Regions from separate parts of the Rattus norvegicus genome. Here region 1 is linked to region 2. The links are chromatin contacts, called in public Hi-C maps. All regions are on one chromosome and are shown on one strand. Each heading gives the region's core, a stretch centred on a gene start, on an enhancer-like site or on the middle of the called end of the contact. The rest is flanking DNA. Distances are from core to core; before and after follow the strand shown.

What was found. A called contact is a pair of places that touch in the nucleus more often than the background predicts.
Region 1: a contact with region 2 is called in a Hi-C map of the A7r5 cell line, with 2.6 times the contacts expected there. The contact joins the promoter of Cnn3 here to the enhancer-like site in region 2. A contact is called at or near these places in 3 of 12 Hi-C or Micro-C datasets (the A7r5 cell line, hepatocytes and kidney).

Annotation. Positions count from the first base shown.
Region 1 is chr2:212,199,051-212,206,112 of GRCr8, forward strand. Cnn3 (calponin 3) reads left to right here and starts at 4,611. Exons shown (of 7, transcript NM_019359.2): 1 at 4,611-4,898. The coding sequence starts at 4,842.
Region 2 is chr2:212,090,230-212,097,214 of GRCr8, forward strand. The region is part of intron 3 of Alg14 (ALG14, UDP-N-acetylglucosaminyltransferase subunit); the gene reads left to right. Among named protein-coding and RNA genes, the nearest start is that of Alg14, 41 kb to the left of the region's middle. Within about 2 kb of position 3,547, at least 6 of the 93 cell types and tissues checked have an H3K27ac peak or open chromatin away from gene starts, as enhancers often do. A contact at or near this core is called in the A7r5 cell line, where this site is marked.

The DNA.
Region 1 (7,062 bases), core at 3,361-5,860, 110 kb after region 2:
CCTATACCAGGCCTGGTTTTAAGGTTTGTGCATGTGGAGCTCAGAGCTGACCTCAGCTGTTCTCCCTCAGGCCCTATCTATCTCCGTCCCCCATTGGCCGGATGGTCAGTCATTTGGCTGGGCTGCCTGGCTGATAAGACCCAGAGATTTGCCTCCTCCTCCTCAGGATTATGAGCACAGCACACCACCCACTTTTACCTTTTTTAATAGGAGGTGTGGACCCGAGATTCAAACTCAGACCCTTGTGCTTCATGCACTACACCAACTGAGCTATCTTCCCAGCCCAGGAGAATGTATTCTAACAAAAAGCAAACGTCCTTTACAGCTCTCCACAGCCTGCTTTCGACTAACAAATATTTGAAAATGAAGTTACGCTGTTTAAGAGCGCCCACTTCAATTCAAAGTATTCTTCACATTTGAACATAAAATCAGTGAAAATGCCCTCCCTGGTGACATACTCTCTTGTTAGAATTTGGTCAGGGTTTATCTGAATTTATCTTAACAGTAAGTGAAAGACGCACTGTAAAAAGAAAACAGTTGGCTAGGCATGGGGACTCATGTCTACAACACCAGTACTTAGAGGCTGAGGCAGGAGAATTGCCATGAGTTTGAGGCCAGTGTGTACTACACAGTAGGGCACTGCCAGTTAAAAATTAATTAATCAATTAGCAAACAAATAAATATCCAGGCATGTTAATGCATGCCTTTAACCCCAAGCACAAGCAGACAAATTTCCACAAATTCAAGACCAGCTTGGTTGACATATTGCTGTTGTCTCAACCTTCCCAATGCTGAGACCCTTTAATACAGTTCCTCAGGTTCTACTGGCCCAAACCGTAAAACTATTTCATTGCTATCTTATAACTGTAGTTTTGCTACTGATGAATTCTAATGTAAATGTCTGATATGTGACCCCTTAGAGGGATCTTAACCCACAGGTTAACCCAGTGACATATTGAATTCTAGATCATCCAGGCTGCCATGTGGAAACCCTATCTCAAAGGAGAAGGGAGACTTCAAAGAGAATTAAAAAAAAAAAAATTCAGGTAGCAAGTGAGTACAAGAGATCCTAAACATGCTGTTAGAAATCCTGAAATGTAAACAATGAAGTACCACTCCATAGAAACACACCGCGTGCTGGCACCAGTTTAAATCATGCTTGCTGCTGGGAACATGAAACACGACCATGATGTTGGGAAAAGATAGGTTGTTTCTTTCAAAGAAACTTTTTTTTTTTTTTGGTTCTTTTTTTCAGAGCTGAGGACCGAACCCAGGGCCTTGCGCTTCCTAGGCAAGCGCTCTACCACTGAGCTAAATCCCCAGCCCCCTCAAAGAAACTTTTTAATTACCATTATTTGTGAGTGAGTGTGTGCGTGTACATATGAGCCCGTGAAGCTTGGAGGCAAAGCCTCTGCTTTCTCAGCCATCTCATTCATTCAGCTATTTGTTAAAAAGTGAAACACACGCCTCTCATCTGCCAGCCTCTCTTGGAGTTTGTATCTAAGAGGAATGAAAGCCTATGTTAATAGCATGTTCATGAATGACTGCAGCACCTTTTTTGGTGGTCCCTGATTGAGGGTGTTTTATGATCTCGCAACTTACAGTATTGTGAAAGTGACATGCACCTAGTAGAAACTCCGGTGGAAATTACAAATTCTTTATATATATGTACACCCCCCCCCCTAATATAAAGACAGAGCGTCTCTACATAGCTTGGACTTCCTGGAACTTGCTACATGGACAAACTGGCCTCCAGTTCACAGAGATCTGCCTGCCTCTACCTCCCCAGTACACCCTCATGCCCAGCCAAATTACAACTTCCTATCTTCTCCCAAGAACGTGCTAGGCGTCTAAGGCTTTCTCCTGAGCAGTAGCACAGCTCCAGACAACCAGGTGATCCAGACAGTAAACAACCATTCAAACCTGGTAACTCACACCGGTAATCCTAGCATTTGAGACAACACAGGTGGGTTACTGCAAATGGGAGGCCAGCCTGGGCTACAGTGAGTTTTAGGCTAGCTTAGGTTACAAGTACCCTGTCAATAATAATAATAATAATAATAATAATAATAATAATAATAAATAATAATAAATCAACTGAGGATGATCTGTGGCACACAGTGCACTGCTCAGCTGTGGCGCTCTGTAGATTGGGCGTGATAACTTTATTTCCGTTTATGATATTTTCAATTTACTATGGGTTTATTGAGATGGAATGTCATTAGAAATCAAAGTACACATGAAGATGACTTGATGGAGTGGGCTCTCTTCTTCCTCCATGTGTCCTCTGTGACCAACCTCAGGTCGTCAGGCAACGCCGCACGCACCTTTAGCACTGAGATATTTCTTGGCCCAGTTATCCGCAGTTCTAAAATTCTTCACACCCCTCCCTTTTCATTCCTTCCTTAGGACCAGCTCTGGCTGGTTTTGAACACACAGTGATCCACCTACCTCTACCTCAAGGGTCCTAGGACTGAGGGAGTGCTCTGTCTGTCACATTCATTCTTGAACACAGCATTACTTCTGCCTGGCAGTGAGTTAAGTGACTAGAGGAACCTTCGGGTGCGCTGACAGAGCCCACGAGGACTAACAATACTCTGTGAGTGTTAGCAGCAGTGACCAGAACACCATGTACTTTGGAGAGGATAATGGTTGTCTAAAGGAACAGAGCAAATGTTAATGCTGGTTTTGAAGCCACACAGGGGGACAGGAGTGTTAAATTCCCATAGTTGTGACAGCCGATACTATCGACTGGCAGTATCATTTCATGTCACAAACCTTTGAAACTCTGCAGTCCTTAATGACAACCTGGAAAGTGCTAGAAACCACACCTCCAATGACAGAACCGAATAAAAATCCCCAAGCTTTCTTTCAAGTATGATTTAGGAGAGTCAAGTGGCATTGCCCACGGCTCCTTACCCACTGCAGCCAGAGGCCCTGAGGTTTAGGGTTCTGGAGAAGAGCTAGGGGGTGAGGGCTGTAATTTCGACTTCATATCTGGCTCAAGTATTGGCTCTAAAAAGTGGGTTTGGTCTTGTGGACGACAGAGAGCCACTATCACCGGACTGGAAAAACAGCTCCAACTGCTTGTATTGTCATACTGGGTCAGCTGCATCATCTTTCTGTGGAAAGAATGCCCTAATTATTCTAAGTACCTTCAGAATCAATCAGTAAATCATTGGAAGTCCTTTCACGTTTCTGCCTATTTGACTCGTTATTGGTCTATCACATTGTACCTTACATCCTTGATGGAAAAGTCTTTCAGCTAACAGAAATTTTGTGCCCTTTCTCTTCTCTGTAGCTCAGACAGACCTCGAGTTCAAGTGTACAGCAATCCTCCTTGTGCCAGCATAGAAAGCTTGGGACACAATGGACGCTGCACTCCCTTATTTCTATCCCAGAAAGGTTTCGACTTGGGCTATTTGGGTTTCTCTTTCCATGCAGGCAGCAGCCTCTTCTGGAATGTCAGCTTGTATTTGGGAAACATAAACCAACATACTGGGACTCAGAGGACTGAAACCTGTCCTAGATGTGCCCAAAGACACCAAGGCAATCGGTGACACTCTGGAGGCAGTGGTGGTGCTCACATTAGGAATTTGAGTTGCAGCCTTCAAGCCACTAAAACGGATTATGAAGTCTACCGATTAAGTTTTGGGGAAGTAAACGAGCTAACCTTTCAAAGACATACAGTCCAGTGTAGTTCCAGGAACAAGGCAGGGGACAACGCTCTGTTCTCATCTTTCCTTTATCAGTTTGCCTTTGAGATCAGAAGAAAGGAAAGGGACGGGAAAGTATACAAAGTGCTGGATTCAAAGAGATTCCTGATTAAAAAAACAAACAAAAGCAGGTAGACTTCACAGTCAAGGCAGTCCTCTAATTAAAAACAAACGAACCACCTAGACTCTTGGGCTGGCTGAACTCCTGGTGAAGATGATTGCTGAGGGTAACTGGTGTGAATCCAGAAAAGGACTTGAAAAGTCGCCCAACCCCTGCCCCTGGCTTTGCCACAGCATTTCCCCACTTTCTTTCGCTCTGCATTCAAAGTTTAGACAGAATGAGGATTTTGGCCAAGAGGCAGAGGTCAATCCCACAGGTACGACCCACAGGGGAGGGAGACTTGGCAGGTGTCTGTGCAGGCCTCCCGGACCTGGCACGTGGGCTTGAAGGCTGATCCCGGGGTTTCCAGCGCAGCATCTGGGCGCGCTGTAGCCGGGGAGGAGACGGATGGAATGGCTGGTCAGCGGCGGGCCAGCTCGGGGAGCTTCCTGTCCTTTCCATCGTACCAGTGCACGAACGCCTGAGAGTTGATGAGAACCAAAGCGGCTGGGAAGCCCCTAGGCGCCGGGGCGGGGCGGCCGCAGCCCGCTGACCAGCCGGGAGGAGGGGCGCCGAGGTCTTCGGTGGCGTGAGGGCGGGGCCAGGGGCTGGGACCCGCGGGAGGGAGCGCCGCGCCCGCCGCGCTGCCATTGGCGGGGAAGCCCCGGAGCAGGCGAGGGGGAGGAGGCGGCACTCCATTGGTCCGGCTCGCTGGCCAATCCCTAGAGGCCCGGGTGCGGGGGGGTGGGGACCTGGCTGGGGCCAGAGCGTGCGGAGCGGCAGAGCGAGCAGCTAGCAGGGCAGCCGGTCCCACTCCAGTGCGACCCGGAGCCTCCGCGGGACTCGAGTCCGAGCGAACCTCGAAGCATCATCCGCGTCCGTCTGCCGCGTTCCGGCTTCTGCGCCGCGCAGAGTAGCGAGCTTGTGCATCACCCGCGCGGCCACAGCTGGGGGCTAAGAGCAGGGACACCGAGGGTGACTGACCCCGACTCCGAGCGCAGCCCCTTCCTGTGGTCCGAACAGCCATGACCCACTTCAACAAGGGCCCTTCCTACGGGCTCTCCGCCGAGGTCAAGAACAAGGTACGCGCGCGGGGGAACTGGGGGTCTCCCGGGCCGGGGGGTGGGGGGGAGGGCTGCGAGCCGCGGCGGAGCGACTTCGAGGCAGCGGGAGAGATAGATGCTTCCCGGCTCGCTGAGCCGGCTCGCACGCGCTGGTCCTGGCTTTGTTCCCGCGCCTAGCCTCCGGCGGGCTGTGGGTTCCTGGACGCCTGGAGTCCCGCAGCGCCGCGGGGCCCGCTCGAAGGTTGTAGGGTGCGCCCCTCCGGGAAGGGGGCGCTCCTGAGTGGCCTGCGGCCCTTAGGCGGGGCCGTGCCTCGCGGCTGGGTCTCAGAGAGTTGCCGCCCCCGCCATCCGCCAGGGCCCGGGCTGCTGTGGGACCCTGCGTCTCCTCCCATCCCCTCCTGGCCCCCTCCTCCCACAAGCGAAGTTGGGCGGTTACGTGTCCAAACCGGGCCCCTCATTGTTCCTTTCCTCCTCCATGGGAGGGGACGCAGAGTGTCCCGCCGACCCCTGGGACCCGCGGGCGGAAAGGAAGCCCGTCGGTGGTGTCTTGATGCAATCGTCGCTGGTGCGGGAAACCCAGACAAAGCCTGAATGCGCAGCAGCCTGCGAGCCGGATCAGCTGTAGATGGGAGACTTAGAAATGCAATCCTGAGAAGTTTGCAGCGCGTTGAATTGTCACGATATCTCGGCAGGGTCGCTTTTGTTCGGGGTTTATTTGCTGTGGCGGGTAGCAATTTTGGAGTGATTGGAATCTGGCTACGCTGCTTTGCCGAGTACTCATCTCAAGAATGCATCAGGGTTTATCTTTCAGACTTTTGGCCTGGGGAAGAGATGAGAGGCGTCCCCCTCCCCAAATCCTCTCCTTCCTTCCTCCCTGCCTGCATTCCAAGTCCATGACATCAGGGGTTTCGGGGAGTGGGGGTGACCAGCCAATCGGCGTGGAACTGCGCACAGACCGCTCATTGTCTCCCTTTTGCTGTTCCGGCCATAGCCCCACAAAGGAGGGCTGCTGTGGTTTAATTCCCATTAACCTCCCGGGAGCCGAAGCATGTCAGGATTGTCACGACGCTGTCCCACCTCCGGTAGAATACTTGGGCATCATCAGGGCAGCGAACACCCTTAGAGTTGGGGGTGTCTGGGGTGTGAAGGGAATTACATAGAAGTAATGAAGCGCACCGTTGTCAGACCCAAGCGAGAGTGGTTTATTCCTTCCCGCTGCTGTGTCTGCCGCACCCCTTTGTACTTCATCTAGAAGATTCTAAGCAATCTTTGAAGCAAAGGGGCTAATTTTATTCTGTGTTAAAAAATTGTAATCTTTGGGGTTTTAGCCTTTTCAAGTGTTTTTGTCTGTTTAAAGGTTTCCCTAAAGAGGCAGAAAAGTTTGTTTGGACGACAGCTCTCGACAACTGAAAACGTCGTTGCAAAATAGCGGTCCTTCCAAGTTTATAGCCCTAGCTTTAGGAAGTCGAGGGCGTTGTCGTGTGAGAACTGGGTGGTTTGTGCCCTGGTGCCGCCTGGCCCAGGATTTGCAATTCCTTCTGGGATTCTGGCGCCCACTGAGTCTCTTTACCTTTGCATTGTAAATGAGGGACTGGTGACTTTGGCAGCCCTACAAGTGACTGGACTTTTCCTGGTTCTTGGTATCCAAGCTTTCTTTTTGCTGACTGGAGTAATAGCTTCTCCCCGTGTAGTTCTCATTGAGCCAACAACTCCAGGAAGGAAATGCAGAGACTCGGGCTGGATCACCGGTACTGGGTACTGCAAGAGTTGGGAACTCTAAATCCTCAGCTTTTTGGAAACTTTGGAATGTTGTAAAAGCTGTAGGGGTTAAACACCAAGCCCATTTAAACAAAACAAAACACCCCCTTTAGTTTCTGTAGGGCTGTCGTCCAGGACCCTTTCATAAAAATCCTTTTGATCTCCCTAGATCTGTGCTCTGTGAGGTGGGAGCCTCACTGGGATTCCAGCACCCCGTTTTCCGATAGGGTGTGACTGGCCCAAGGTTGCTGGAGAAACTTGGAGTATTCTAAGAATTTCAACAAGCAGTGTCTTAAGTATAGATATGTTCAACTGCAAGACCTGTTGTCTGTCCCTGCCCATCCCCTATTTCGGTCATCCACCTGTCACTACTTGACATTGTAATTATTCCTGTAACAATATTTGTCATCTGTTCAGGGCTCCA
Region 2 (6,985 bases), core at 2,297-4,796:
GACCAGGCTGGCCTCAAACTTAGAGATCTGGTTGCACCTCTTCCCCCCGACTCCCCCTGTGCTAAGATCAAAGGCATATATATACCACCACTGCCTGGCTTATGGTAAAATCTTAATTCTCTGTTATTTTATACCTGTAATTGGCAACTTGTTCATGTATAGCGTGGGGCCAGACACTAAAGTTAACTGCACAGCAGTTGTCTCCTCTTGCTTTGTGTAGGAATCAGAACTCACTCCTGTGCTGTATTCATGCTGTGCCAATGAACTGGACGTTTTTACAGACTGAGAAATAAGCACACATACCATCTCATGGGTGGCTCCACTTTACTGCTTGGATTTGACTTTTTAAATTTAAATTTTAAAATTTTATTTTAAAAAGGTGTAAAAGAGAATGTGTTTGCTGCTGCAATTTAAGAGCGTCATTTAAAATCCGATTTGGAAGATTCCTATATTTTGGAGTAGTTTGAACAGTTACCAGGTGCTCGCCAAGTAAACTGTGTAAGGGGCTTGAGAGGTGGCAGAGCACTGGTTTCTCTTCCTGAGGACAAAGGCTGCACTCCCAGCACCCACATGATGGTGGGTCCAGCTACCAGTGACCCCAATGACCTCCTAGCTCTGCCCCTCCACATCTGGTTATTGCTGCACTCAGCTTTTAAAAATGGGCTCTGAGAATCAAACATGTCTCCTACTTGCAAGAGGCAGTCTCCTTCCAACTGAGCCACTTCCAGCTCAGTCGGTTACTTCCTGCCTAGCTTAAGCACGTTGTCTCTCTGTAAAATAAATGTCAGAGGGAGCCATCTTGGCATCTATTATAGCCCACTTAAGTGTCTGCTTTCCAAATAGATTTAACATTTGACCTAACAGCATAATAACAGTACAGAATACAAAGTTAACTGCTGAACTTATTTGTTAAAATGTAAGTTTCAAAATGGACCTGCATGGAAAGGTTAAAGAAGCCAGGCACAGAACCACACACCAGGAGCAGTCTCAGCTTCTTAGGAGACCGGGGTGAGAGGACTCTTGAGTCCAGTTCAAGGCTGGTCTGTCTAGGCAATGAATTAACAAGAACCTCAATAAAATAAATCATTGATGAGGGGTTTGGGGAGAGGGCCCAATCATAGACTGCTTGCTTCACCATCATCACGAGCTCAGTTCAGATCCCCAGCACCCATGAAAAAGTCTGGCATGATGGCACATGACTGCAGTCCCACCACTGTCACAAACAGGCAGCCCCTAGACCTCGGGAGCCAGCCTAGTAGACCTGCTGAGCTCCTGGTTAAGCAGGAGACTTTGTCTCAAAACCTAAGATGCACAGGCTGGGGAACTGCTTGTGTGGTGAAGGGGCTGCTGTACCAGGATGAGAACCTGAGTTTGGATTCCCAGTCCTCACGTAAAAGCCAGGTACAATGTCTAAAACCCTAGCACTGGGCCGAGCATAAGTGGGGAGGCAGAATCGGGCTGATTACATTGACCTCTGACCTCCTCATACACACTCAAATGTACAGGCACACACGAACATGTACACATACACAGAAGAGTTATTATTAAAGAAGAATAGTCATAAAAGTCTACAAATGAATTGACCTGGAAAATTAAACAAGTTAAACATTTCTGGCTTCTAATTATAAAACAATTCTGGGCTGTGTTGTTCTGTCTCCTTGAGAAAACATTTTTTACATTGACCTATGAAGTAATGAGTTTCATGATTACATTGTGAGTATTCTTATTGTTCTGTTCATTTTCACTCCTTTGCTACTCTCCTAAGTCCTTCCTCCCCCAGGATCCCTTCCTGTGTTCATATCACATGTGTATTAAATTCTGCATGAGAAAAGACATGATAGTTTTCCATCCCCCCCATTATATTCTCTTGCTCCCCTCCCCTTAGATTCCATAGTACCCCTTCCGCTTTCATGTCATATATATACATGTGCATATATATGCACATATGGATTTAACATATATATTCCACATACTTGCAATATTTGTTTGTTGTGATACTTATTTTGCTTAGCATGATAATGGCCAGTCCCATCCCTTTCTTGAGAATGACATAATTTCATTTTCTTTTTTCTAAGATGGCCCATGGCACAGACTGGCCCTAGACCTTCTATGTAGTGGAAAGTAACCTTGAACTCTTCTCCTCCTGCCCCTGCCTCCTACATGCTCATATTATAGGCATTCCCCTCCATAGCTTACCCTATTTAGTTTTTCATTACCACAGAATTAAAACTCCACTGTGTCTACATATCACGTTTTCTTTATTCATTCATCTGTAGAACATAGTTGTCTATCATGTGAATACTAATGCATGAACATAGATGTACATGCATTTCTGTGACATCCTGACATACATCTTTTTTGCAAACATAGGTAGCCAGGAGCAATGTTTCTGGATCTTTATGTGCATGCAATCGTGTGTGTGTGTGTGTGTGTGTGTGTGTGTGTGTGTGTGTGTGTGTGTCAGGGTTTCTCTGTATAACCACTCTAACTCTGTCCTGGATTCTCTCCATAGATCAGGTTGGCCTCAAATTCACAGAATTTGAGACCTCCAGATTGACTTTCACAGTGACTGTGCCATTGTGCATTGCCACATGGTTTCTGCCATGATCCTTCTGCCTGCTGTCTTTCTGATGTCTAACTCTACTCCTCCATCGTGGTCAGGGAACTGCTCTGTTTTTTTAATTTATTGAGGTTTGCTATAAGATCCAAAATATAATTGCATGGATCAATGTTTGAAAAGGATGTGTACCCTATCGTGCTATTTTATGAAGTATTAATTACTATGCTGGTTGATAACACCATTGAAGTTTTTCTACGTTTGCTGATTTTCTAATGGTTCTGTTTGTTGCTAAAGGGGGACACATACGTTATGACCCTTCTAATCAGCCTCATAGATAGATGTTACTTAGCCTTTTATAGTCTCCTCTTTCCCTAAAGTGATCGACATATTGCTCCTGTGTTAAAATCCCTGTGAGTTTACTGTTTTGTGTCTCACAATTCCTTTTGTTGTTTCATCCATAGTTTTTCCTACAAGTAAGAATATTTGAGTCACATTCTCTGGTAAATATACTCTTGAAGAAAATTGATCTGTTTCAAACACGGGAATGGAAAAGTTCACTTTGCAAGGTTGCCGCTCATTAAAGGACTGCTTGTGTTACAGAGGGGGCAGAATCTGTGAAGTTCTTAAGGCTAAAGGGCAAGTGTTTTCCAGTTTCCCATGGTCTCCTCTTAGCAAAGTGCTTTCATACTTGGAGGGTGACTGAAAATGAATGAAGGTTGGATGATGTGAGTCAGCCTCAAAACAAAGACACCCACTCCGCTTGGCTTGTCTCAGGCCCGCCTCGCCAGCTGTTTGATGACTGGCTGGCTTTATTCCAGTCAAATAAAGCACTCAAAGAAAGACTTACATACAAGATTGAAACCTAATTTAACTTTCGATCAAGTAAAAAATATTTTAGATTTACTGTTTGTGACACTTGGGAAGAAATAGACCATTCAGGTTTAATACTTTGCCTCCTTTCCTGAGACTTAACTGACTATGATTAATGTAGATGTATTGATTTAACTACACTCATGCTTTGAATGAAAGGCCATTATTTTACTTAGACATTCCTTTTTTTTTTCTTTTAAAGATTTATTTATTTATTATATATAAGTACATTGTAGCTGTCTTCAGACACACCAGAAGAGGGCATCTGATCCCATTACAGATGGTTGTGAACCATCCATCATATGGTTGCTGGGATTTGAACTCAGGACTTCTGGAAGAGCAGTCAGTCCTCTTTACCACTAAGCCAGCTCTCCAGCCCCTCTATGACTTTTTTTTTTAATTAGGTATTTTCTGGGGAGAGCCACAAGCTTGGCGGCATCAAGATTATCACTGTTTGGGTAGCATATAAAAATATCATTGACCTGTTAATTAACGTGTTTAAAACATTCTGAGGAATCAACTTTCTGTCAAGATGCCAGAACTCTCAAGTGAGATTGTGTCTCTCCTTATTAATACAAGTCTACTTGCTTAATGGCCTTCATCTGTTATTATATTTTAGTGATCAAAAACCCCTTAACATACTCAAAGGAATCTTACTAGACCAGAGAAAGGTCAGCTATGCCAGTGGTCAGGATCTAGACACAGTAACACCAGCTTCTTGACCTCTTATCCAAAGAGTTAAAATAAGGCCTCAGTAGCCAGGCAAACTTTATTCAAAAGCAAATCCATAGAACAGATTAGAGCATTCACTATCAAGAGTGGCAGTGGTCCCTAGAGCGAAGATACTCGAGGGCCCCAGGAACTGTTTGAAGCTTTCTTTTATGGGGTCCAAAAGAAGTAGGAGATTGGCTTCCAGAGGACATTATGAAAGAAGGTCTCTCTTTTGATTGGTAGATTAAGTCTTAAACAATTTTTCTACTGCACACCTTTGTTCCCAGGATGTATCTAATTTTAAGCTCATGTACCCCATTATGCATAGGCATACGATGACAAATAGGGAGATTCTTCTCAAAAGTCACCTGAGGATGCAGTTTCGCCTTACTGTTCATGTAACTAAAACCTATTGCACTGGATTAGACTCTCCATTTTTTTGTACTGGATGAACTGGAAATGTATTTGAATAGAGGCTGATTACTCTTGACAGAGGAAGTTATCGCTTGTGGGCAGCCTGATGTCTGAGGCAGTGCCATAGGTTGAAGTTGTCTTGTTTAGAGAGCAGTATATATACACAGTAGGTGCAGGTGAAGGCGTCATTAGGAAGAGGGGCATTCTCCACCAAAACCAAGTGGGGTCCAAACCACTCAGCTATTTACTTTGCCTCCACTTTCCTTTTCTATCCTACCGTAGTCATCCTGCTACCTTGAGAAAATACACGAGCTTACCCCTCGAAAGGAAGAGGCATCATCCGGCCCATGGCGGATATGTGCCTGCCAGGTTAGAAGAGTCGCTCAGAGCGGGATGCTCCTCTGCCTCACCTGCTCGCCTGTCTGAGTGGAGCTAGCTAAGCATAAGACTTTCCCGCCCCGATCCAAACAGAAACGATTATATCACACTGCTTCCTGCTTTGTATGCAAGATGAATGAGATCATCTTGAGAACGATTTGTTTCGTTTTCTTCAGTTGCTTTTCCTCCCTGCCCAGTCCTCTGTCATGCATTAAGATAATAATATCCCTCTCTGCCTGCTGGCCGTCACATATGCAACCTAAGTTCCGCAACCTTCCTGTCCCTAACACACGAATGTCCCTAACAAGTTCTGTGGTTGAGCAGAGTCCACTGAGAGAAGTGGTTGGGTGTGTGGATCTTCTCAAATATCTGGTTCCTTAGGTCTAACAGATTCGTAGTTGAGTTACTGACAATGCCACTGACAGTCTATAGCCACTTCTGCCCACACATCAAGTATTTAATTTAAACTTACGACTTCTGTTTCACGTTGTGAGAAGGCTCAGAACAGAATGAATCAGTGTCAGAGTAAGGCTATTGCCGATTAGCAGCTGCTTTGAACTGTTCTTACTTTCCCTAAGAAGGACTCTGAAGCTTGAAATAAGTTTTCTTTCTAAGTTGATCCTTTCTCCACTTGGTAAGCACTGCATTTTTTTCTCTGCAGAATGCAGCATGCTGTCCACCATGTCCTATCCCTCATCTAACTTTGCTCATCTCACCTGTCAGGCACATAGCGGACATGGGCCTGGCGGTGCCTCTTCCTTTCACGGGGAAAGTTCGTGTATTTCTTAAGGCAGCAGGGTGCCTACAGTAGAAAGATTCTGCTAAAGTTCTAAGAAAAGGGAAGTGTGGAGCTGGAGAGAGTTCAGTGGTTAAGAGAACTGGCTGCTCTTCCAGACGTCCTGACTTGAGGTCCCAGTGCCCATACCAGGCAGCCCATAACCAACCACCTGCAAGTACCGGTTCAGGGATCTGATGCCTTCAGGCCTGCACAAGACCTGCTCACACACGGCCCTGAAGACGCGTGCACACATGCGTGTGTGCACGAACACTGCTTTCCAAGAAGGATGAGATATGTGGTCAGAGACCATGAGCCTGAGAGAGAGCTGCCCTGTGGACAGGAAGATAGGAAGTGCTAGTGGCTACTTGAGGCCAGAGTGTGGTAAAGAGGGAGGAAGTGTTTGAAAATGACCTGAAATGCCCAAGTAATTCTTCGAAGCAGTCCGGCTTTACTCACCCAAAAGGTCCCTGTGGGCCATCAGCTGTATTCATACATCATTTCAGTTCAGGAAGGTGACTCTTTTCCCAGACTTTTAACCATCCTCCTTCGCTCTTCACTAAGAAGGGAGGGAACAGGACTACAAGCTGATGGCAGATGTAATGGAGCTCTCGGTGGGGCGGGTGCAGACTGTCACCGGGGCCCACGTGGAAGCAGAGGAGAACTTGTACCAATCTGAGGACTGTCCATGGCTCTTTAGGAAGGGTAAAAGCATCACCTGAGAATCCATTAAGGTGTTGGGAGCATGTTGGAGTTCAGCCAGTTCCAGAGGTGAGAGCTGGATAGAAGCAGGATAGGAAGGAGAAACTGCCAGACACCCACTGCAGCTGTGTGTGACCCCTTCCAGCTGTGAGCGGGCAGAGAAGAGAGAACCTCGGAGTGTGCCGCTGCTCCTCCGCAAACTGTGCTCCCTCTGAATTAGTCCCTGAGGTCCCTCTCAGGATTCCTTCCATCCGTCCGTCCGTCCTTCCTGATAATACATTTGTGAGGTGTTGGATGTTCTAATGTCAGAGCAATGAAAGAATAGACAGACTGAGGGAGGCGGTGCTCACGCTTCATCCCAGTCACTCCAGAGGCTGGAGCTGGAGGATCATGGAACTCCAGGCCAGCCTAGGCACAGAGTGAAGCCAGCCTAGGCACAGAGTGAAGCCAGCCTAGGCACAGAGTGAAGCCAGCCTAGGCACAGAGTGAAGCCAGCCTAGGTACAGAGTGAAGCCAGCCTAGGCACAGAGTGAAGCCAGCCAGCCTAGGTACAGAGTGAAGCCAGCCAGCCTAGG